Regions from separate parts of the Zea mays genome. Here region 2 is linked to region 1. A link is a contact called in public Hi-C data. All regions are on one chromosome and are shown on one strand. Each heading gives the region's core, a stretch centred on a gene start, on an enhancer-like site or on the middle of the called end of the contact. The rest is flanking DNA. Distances are from core to core; before and after follow the strand shown.

Evidence for each region. A called contact is a pair of places that touch in the nucleus more often than the background predicts.
Region 2: a contact with region 1 is called in a Hi-C map of ear, with 2.2 times the contacts expected there. The contact joins two enhancer-like sites. A contact is called at or near these places in 2 of 25 Hi-C or Micro-C datasets (ear and tassel).

What each region holds. Positions count from the first base shown.
Region 1 is chr3:218,330,373-218,334,499 of Zm-B73-REFERENCE-NAM-5.0, reverse strand. No RefSeq gene overlaps it. Among protein-coding and RNA genes, the nearest start is that of LOC111591142, 6.6 kb to the right of the region's middle. Within about 2 kb of position 2,134, at least 4 of the 20 cell types and tissues checked have an H3K27ac peak or open chromatin away from gene starts, as enhancers often do. A contact at or near this core is called in ear, where this site is marked.
Region 2 is chr3:218,569,441-218,573,567 of Zm-B73-REFERENCE-NAM-5.0, reverse strand. No RefSeq gene overlaps it. Among protein-coding and RNA genes, the nearest start is that of LOC103632349, 42 kb to the left of the region's middle. Within about 2 kb of position 1,822, at least 20 of the 20 cell types and tissues checked have an H3K27ac peak or open chromatin away from gene starts, as enhancers often do. A contact at or near this core is called in ear, where this site is marked.

The DNA.
Region 1 (4,127 bases), core at 885-3,384:
ACATTAGTCCCAGGACTAAAATTTAGTACAATTTTAGTCTTTACACTGTTTGGTTGTAGGGACTAAACGAATTTTAAATACATTAAATACAACACATAAGGACTAAAATAACCCTTTTTGTTTCGGTCTGTCGGGGACCATAATTAGGGGTACCCTAAGGACTCCTAAATCTCAGCTGCTAACCCCATCAGCACAAAGCTGCAAAGGCCTGATGGGTGCGATTAAGTCAAGGATCGGTCCATTCAAGGGACGCGATCGCGCCTCGCCCGAGCCCAGCCTCGGGCAAGGGCAGCCGACCCCGGAGGATTTACGTCTCGCCCGAGGACCCCCTACGGCAACGGACGCGCATTCAGCTCGCCCGAGGCCCAGTCTTCACCAAGAAGCAACCTTGGCCAAATCGCCACGCCAACCGACCAAATCGCAGGGGCATTTAATGCAAAGGTGGCCTGACACCTTTATCCTGACGCGCGCCCTCCAGTCGACAGAGCCGAAGTGACTGTTGTCACTTTGCCGCTCCACTGACAGGCCTGACAAGAGGACAGCGCCGCCTGCGCCGCTCCGACTGCCGTGCCACTCGACAGAGTGAGGCTGACAGCAGCCAAGCCCGGCCTCAGGCGCCATAGAAAACTCCGCTTCGCCCGACCCAGGGCTCGGACTCGGGCTCAGCCCCGGAAGACGACGAACTCTGCATCGCCCGACCCCAGGGCTCGGACTCGGGCTCAGCCCCGGAAGACGACGAACTCCGCATCGCCCGACCCCAGGGCTCGGACTCGGGCTCAGCCCCGGAAGACGACGAACTCCGCTTCGCCCGACCCCAGGGCTCGGACTCAGCCCTGGCCTCAGCCGACGGTCTCCGCCTCGCTCGACCCAGGGGCTCGGACTCGACCTCGGTCTCGGAAGACAGACTCGACCTCGACCTCGGAGGAGCCTCCACCTCGCCCAACCTAGGGCTCGGACCGACCACGTCACAGGAGGCGCCATCATTACCCTACCCCAAGCTGACTCAGGCTACGGGAAACAAGACCGGTGTCCCATCTGGCTCGCTCCGCCAAACAAGTAATGATGGCGCCCCGCACGCTCTATGACGACGGCGGCTCTCAGCCCCCTTACGGAAGCAAGAGGACGTCAGCAAGGACCCGACAGCCCCGACAGCTGTCCTTCCGCCAGGCTCCAGCGCTCCTTCGACGGTCACGACACCACACGAACCGGGTGCCAAAACCTCTCCGGCTGCCACGATGGCATGTACTTAGGGCACTAGCTCTCCTCCGCTAGACACGTTAGCACACTGCTACACCCCCCATTGTACACCTGGATCCTTTCCTTACGCCTATAAAAGGAAGATCCAGGGCCCTCTTACAGAGGGTTGGCCGCGCGGCGAAGGACGGGACGACGCTCGCGTAAGGCCGCTTGCTCCCTCCCGCGTGGACGCTTGTAACCCCTACTGCAAGCGCACCCGACCTAGGCGCGGGACAAACACGAAGGCCGCGGGATTTCACCTCTCACGCCTGTCTCTCTCCGGCTTCTTCCCCCCTTCGCGCTCCGTCTCGCGCCGACCCATCTGGGCTGGGGCACGCGACGACAATTTACTCGTCGGTCCAGGGACCCCCGGGTTCGAAACGCCGACAACGTCGGTTTTCTAGGCAAGGACAATTAGAGTAAATGTTGGCTTTTAGTCCCTTTTAGCACTCATGTGAGGGACTAGAGATTAAAGTCAATTAGTCCCTACTTTAGTCCCTCCGTTTAGTAAAATAGAGACTAAACGAGACTAAAAAGCAGGGACTAATCTTTAGTCCCTCTAATTAAACATGGCCTTAGTCTTAGGACCCGGTATACTACAGAAAATTTCAAAGTCCTCTGTAACGGGAATTGATTACTGTTAGTCGGCAAGTGAATAATACTCTTCTCGTATGTACCGGTAGTGATGGCTTCTAGACCGCGTTGATCGTGGAAAAGAGAGCATATGATCGGCGGCGAAGAGCGCTGGGGCCGGGATCAAATTAAAGTCGATCGGCGGACTAAACGTAACACAAATTTAGCTCGAAACGGACAGAAAACCGATGCATGCATTATATAGGAGCAAACTGATAACCAGTGTCTGGAGCTGCTCTGACTGCACAGTCAAAGCACGTCTGCACGTGCGTCCTTTTTTTTTGATAAAGCGTCCTCCTTTGGTAGACTGGCCAGTGGCCACCAGTACTTGCAGTGATTGGTTAGTCATCACGGAGACAGCTGGTTTCTCTCTATTATTAGTCGTTTTAGCTTTTCATTTTATATATCTATATTCAAATAGATAGGATAAATCTAGATACGTATAAAACATATACATAATTATTATATAAATATATTAATTAAATAAAACGAATTTTAATTTAAGACGGCGGAGGGAAGAGTTGGACTGGTCGGTGCATGTTTATGCATGCATGTCAAGGTGCACGCGTCATGCATGCATGCTGCCTCTGCGTTCATCGCAGATTAATGGTACTTGAAAGCAGCTCTCTCAACCTATCTCATCTCTCTGTTACATACCCAGTCGTTGTATACTTGTACAACACCAGACTACCACTAGCGCATACCGGGAAAATCTACTTCTAGAATAGATCGTGCTGTTCTAATGCAAACACGTACGATTTTATGACTCTTTTTAACGTTGTATGCAAATAGCTCCAATTTTCCAGTCTACGATATATGGATGATCACTAGCTAGCTAGGGTGATCTAGAAGGGAGTACCAGCAGCCTTTAAATTAGGCAATGGGCGTCATCTTAAGGCCGCGTTTGGTTTACTAAGAATTATAGAATCTGCAGCAGGCACGTTATCCTCGAAAATACAGCACACGCTTGGTTGTGGGATTTTTTTTTCTCCCTACACACAGAATCCAAGATATAGAATGAGCTGTGGTTTGGGTCCATAATATATCTTCAAAATATAAAGGCTCTTGCATCAACAGCTTCAGCTAGCTTTGGCTGCTCTGTGGATAACTTCCTCCTTTTTTTTCATGAAGAGCCTCTAGAGGAACAACCTAATTAGTTGAAAATGTAGCTCCTATATATTTTCATGTAAGAGAGAAGGACTAGAGAGAGCTGGAGAAGCCTCTTTTTGGAGCTCCGCTTTGCTCGGTTTATTGGGCTGCTCCTTTCTATTCTTACGAATGGCGGAATGGGGCTGCTCCTTCCTATTCTTACGAAGAAGCTCTCCGTTTGGTAGACTATTTAATGAGTTTACATGGTATTTATTATCTGCGCATACAGATAATATAAAGTATTATATATTTCTAGAATAAAAACGTGAAATCGAATAGAGAGAGAAAAAATTGTAGAAAACGAATATATGATACATTTATTTAGGGCCCCTTTGGTATAGCTCCTTCAAGAGCTCCTTCGTGGGTTTCTCCAAATAATTTACCAAACGCAGGGCTCTTTGATGGACTTCTACTGAAAAATAGGAAAGAGCTCATCCTCCAAATCTGCTGAAGCCAAGAGCCCAAAATTGCAGCTTTTCTACCGGCTCTCTCCCTCAAGCCACCAGACCAAAACCCTATACGCCGTTGCTCTCTCCCTCAGCCCCCTTCGACTCGCACAAGATGCAGGAAGAAATGAACGTCGGCGGCGCGGCTGCTGGCCAGGAGGCCGTCGCGGCGAGGGCCGCCCCTGTGCTGGCGCGACGAGGGCTGGCGACCTGTGCTGGCGCGGCTGCTGGCCAAGAGGTTGTCGCGGTGAGGGCCGCACCTGTGCTGGCGCGACGAGGGCTGGCGACCTGTGCTGGTGCGGCTGCTGGCCAAGCTGCCTGTGCCAAGGCGACCTGTGCTGCAGCGACAAGGCGCGACGCGACGAGGGCTGGCGAGGTGCCCTGTGCTGGCGCGGCTGCTGGCCAAGCTGCCGGTGCGGTCAGGGGCGCGGCTGCTGGCCAAGCTGTCGGGGCGGCTGTCAGCGCATCTGCTGCACAGGCCATGGACACTCCCGCATCCGCATTCGTTTCTTGGGCGAGCGTTCCTTGGTCGGGCACACTCCCGCATTTGCAGCACGGGCCATGGACGCCATTCAGCTGTGTGCCGACGGATGCAGCAACCAGTGCACAACCATTCATAGCAGGTTTAGGTGCTCCGACAACATTCACAGGAGGAGCGGGGTG
Region 2 (4,127 bases), core at 573-3,072, 240 kb before region 1:
GAGAGGGAATGGATCCCAAGTCCCTAGGGTTGAGTGAGGCAAGTGTCAATATCAACGTGGAGACGAAAACCGCGAAGTCTCCCTCCTTCCTGCCTGAAGCTATGGGCTCCTCTATTTATAGCCACAAAGAGGACTACTGGGAGCGTGGGGCTTGTCGTATATGGGAGAGGAGGTGCGTCCGAGCCCCTTAGCCAGCATGGTCACCGGCATGGTCCTCGTACTTGTTATTGACTTGAACTGGGAAGGGGATGTCCGGTTCCTGTATTTGCATCTCTGACCGTGCAGAGAGCTGAGGCCAGTGCCTGGGGCTCGGTTGCGTACCCGAGCCTGTTGGGTGATCGTGTTGTCCTAGTCGTAATGGTTGAAGTAGTGAAGTATAGCGAAAAGCTCTTGGCAATCTGAGGTTAGCTCTGCAACTTCTGGTTATGTCGGGCGTCCTTTTGTCGATACTACCAAGGCCAAAGCCACGCTCGGGAGAGACAGAAGTCTTCCCGAGGCCTTGGTCGAGCCTGCTCTGGGCTTGCGGTCATGCAGGGAATAATTGAAGAAGTGACCTTATGCGAGATTCACCGGGGGGGGGGGGGGGGGGGGGTTGGTCGAGGCCGAGCTCGGGCGAGGTAGATTTTGCTTCGAGGCTGAGGCCGACTTTGAGCGAGGCGGAGTTCCCTCCCGAGGGCGAGACCATGCTTGTCGTACGCACGTCCCATCCGGTGTTGTTTGAACTCAGCAGACGCCATGGAGGAGCAGTAGTCGTTATTTCCAGGCATGCGTCATCGTAGTCGGTGAAAGTGGATGAGACCACGGTCCTGTCGCTCCTGTTTGACTGCGGTGTCACGTGGGGTGAGTATTTGTATTGAATGCCCACGTCTCCACGGTTCCCGCAACCTTTAACTTAGGCCAGGCTCAGAGTTGTCCTCCTATCCGAGACGGACTCAGGTGAGTCGGAAACAGCTGTTCCGTGGAGATGATACCTCAGGCGGGACGAGGATTTCCCCGAGTGTTGTCCTCGCCCGAGGGTAGGCTCGGGCGAGGCAGAGTTTTGAGCAACCTTTGAGCGAGGTCTGGAGCGAACCGTGGCTCACATTTTCTTGACCTCGGGATAGTTTAGGGGTTAAGCATGTTTAGAAGTGTGACCTAGATACCCTTAATTACGATACCTGACAAGTTTCAAAATAATTTATAAGCCATCTCTAATTATAAGTTGTGTAAATAATAGTAAAATGACTAGAGTCCTAAACATTTACCGACAAACACAGATAGTCGCAGGCGGTCTTCAACATGCAAAACTGCACATCCACCTTCACCACAATTTTCTGCACACAATGGAAAGCACCATAAGTACGTTATATTTGCTTGCAAATTCAACTCCACTCGCTGTCCCATTTTAACTCCAATCGCTTGCCTAAATCCGCACCTGCTCCTGTCCTTGGTAGAGTGGCAGTGGCTCTTGGGGTAGGCCAATGGGGAGTGCCGGACGACGAGGCGCCACCAAATCCCGGAGGCCGGAGCCCCGGACGTCGGTGGAGGGAGAGCCGGACTGGTGAGAGCGCATGGGTGCAAGGTGGCGTAAACTGAGGCACTGAGCGGCGGGCGCTGCGCGCTCGGCGGCGGTTGGGCGGGCCCTGTGGGTAGGGGCGGCAGGGGCACGAACTAGAGCCGTGGGCAAAGCGGCTAGGCGGTTGCTCGACGAGGCGTCGACGACGATATCCTTGGCGGCGCGGGCGCGAACCGAAGTCTGGAGAAGCTGTTAGTTAGCACGTGCAGCGGTGCAAGTGGCATGTGGAGAGGGAGACTGCCAGGTTGGGAGGACGCCAGTAAGAAATATGGCCCATGCATGTAACTGGGATGGACCTATCCTACTTGGATGGGCTAGCACCAGGCCATGGACCGGTTGGGCTATATCAAAATCCGCCTTTGTCTCCCCAGCTTCTCCAGCTTCCTCGTCTACGAGTATCTTATAAATGGATTGTGAGAAACCACAAACCATCCAAGCTCAAGACAACGTGAAGTCGTACGCAGCGTAGCGTTTCCATATAGTACCACCCGCTATCTAAAGGAGGATGGGTAATCGAACGAGCTATAAAATGAGGATCAGATTCATTTTCAACTTATTATTTTTCTCGATCTTTTGACTAAGGTAAAGTATAATATTTATTCTTACCAGTTTAATATATTATATATGGATTATATGTTCACTTTAATATTAACTTTATTATATTTTTTTTGTGGAGAGGATCTACCATACCGGCTGACTAGACTCTCGTCTGTTACACTGTCGTTAAGGTGGTGTTTCTAGGTACTGGTATCCAGTCACATTATAACTAGTAACCATTACCGCCGGTAAGAGGTCTTATTATCATTCCTTTAATAATGTCTGAACCAAACAACACCTAAATATGACCGTGTGGCGTCGTAAGTACGAGCATTATAGTAGTATGGATACGTTTGCTAGTTTTCGTAGGAAGAAAACGGTGGTGCCAACGAAAAGAAAAGGGGATCGGAACCAAAACTGATGTGGATCGGTGGATAGCTCAGGTGATCTTTATACCTAAATTGTTGCTGTTGAACCGTTGTTCTTGGTGGACAAACCCATCTCCAGTGTACGAGGATCGGTTTTCACCGTTGTGCTTTTCCTATGTTTAAATGATAAAAAATAATAAAATTATATATAAATAAAGATTTAAATTAAGATTGTTGACTTTAAACCTATATTCACACCATCTAGCCAATAGAACATACATATTTTAATATAAATAAAAACAATAGTAACATATATATATATATATAGATTGTATATTAGGCGCCCTGGGCTTCCAATAATTAAAGGAAGCCCGGGCCAGACAGTGCAATCCGGTCGAGCCGGACCACATCCGGACGTCTATAAAACAGGACCCGGAGTGCTAGGGTTCAGTTTTTCACGCCCCATCTCGATTCATTAGCGACGACGGTTGACTGATAGCCCGCGACGGTGGACCCCGGCCAGTGGCTGCGGTGGCCGTGGCTCCCCGACCTCGACATGCGGTGGCGGCAGTTCCCAGGCCGGCGGTGGCGGCCCCCGATCCAGAGGGCGAGCGGCGGCGGATCCCAGGCCGGTGGCCGCAACTCCATTACCTCGACGCGCGGTGGCGGAGGTTCCTCGATCCGCAGCGAGGCCCTTGTGCAGCCAAGCAGCGGCGTCCCCGAAGCCCCGAGGAGGCGGCACTTCCAAGGCTGGCGAGCAAGCGACGCCCGTCGACGTGCGAGTAGCGACGGCGACGCATGAGGCGCGATGTTCGAGCGAGCGACGTCACGGAAGGGGCGAGATGCGCGCAGCGATGATCGCGCGTGACATCCTCTGATCCGGCGCATTTTTCTTTTCGTTTATTGTGTTTTATATCTACCACATGTATTATTTACGCTAAAAACTGTATGATTTTATGCTTTAACACAGAGTTCGTATATCAGTTTACTGCATGCACATTGGAAAGGCAATTCCTTGATTTATGCTGTTCTTAATTTGCGCGCATGCAATGGAAACTCTCACGATTTTGCCATAATTTTTGGATCTGTATAAAAATAGAAACCGCATGCATGCAGCTGCCATGTTTTTCGGATCTGTCATAAAAATAGGATCGTAATAACAACCTACTAAAGCTATCAGCCTCTAATTGACTCGGTATTTACGCTTATAATTGAGGGATTTTATGCTCAAAACTTAAGGTTTTTACGCTCCACCCGGAGATGCGTCCACCAGTGAACAACATGCCAGATTTTTTACGCAGTGTAAGGAATTGCATAAATACATACACCGTGTAGTATAATTTGTTTCAGTATACATCATAAACTAGTTCTAATGCGTTTAGTTGCATGGCTGTTGGAGGGATCCTATATTTATGAAGGAAATAAAACATTAAATGTGATTTTTTGTTTCTATGCATGCAATTCATTTCCTTTCATTGCATATTCTTTCCATCATAAATTTGTGTGCATGCAGCCTGTAGCAGATTTTTACGCAGTATACCGAATTGCATAATTATCTACACAGTGTAGCATATTTAGTATAAATATATAGCATAAAATGGTCATTACGAGTTTTAGTTGCATGTCTGTTGCAGCGATCCTAAATTTATAGAGGAAATAAAGCATTT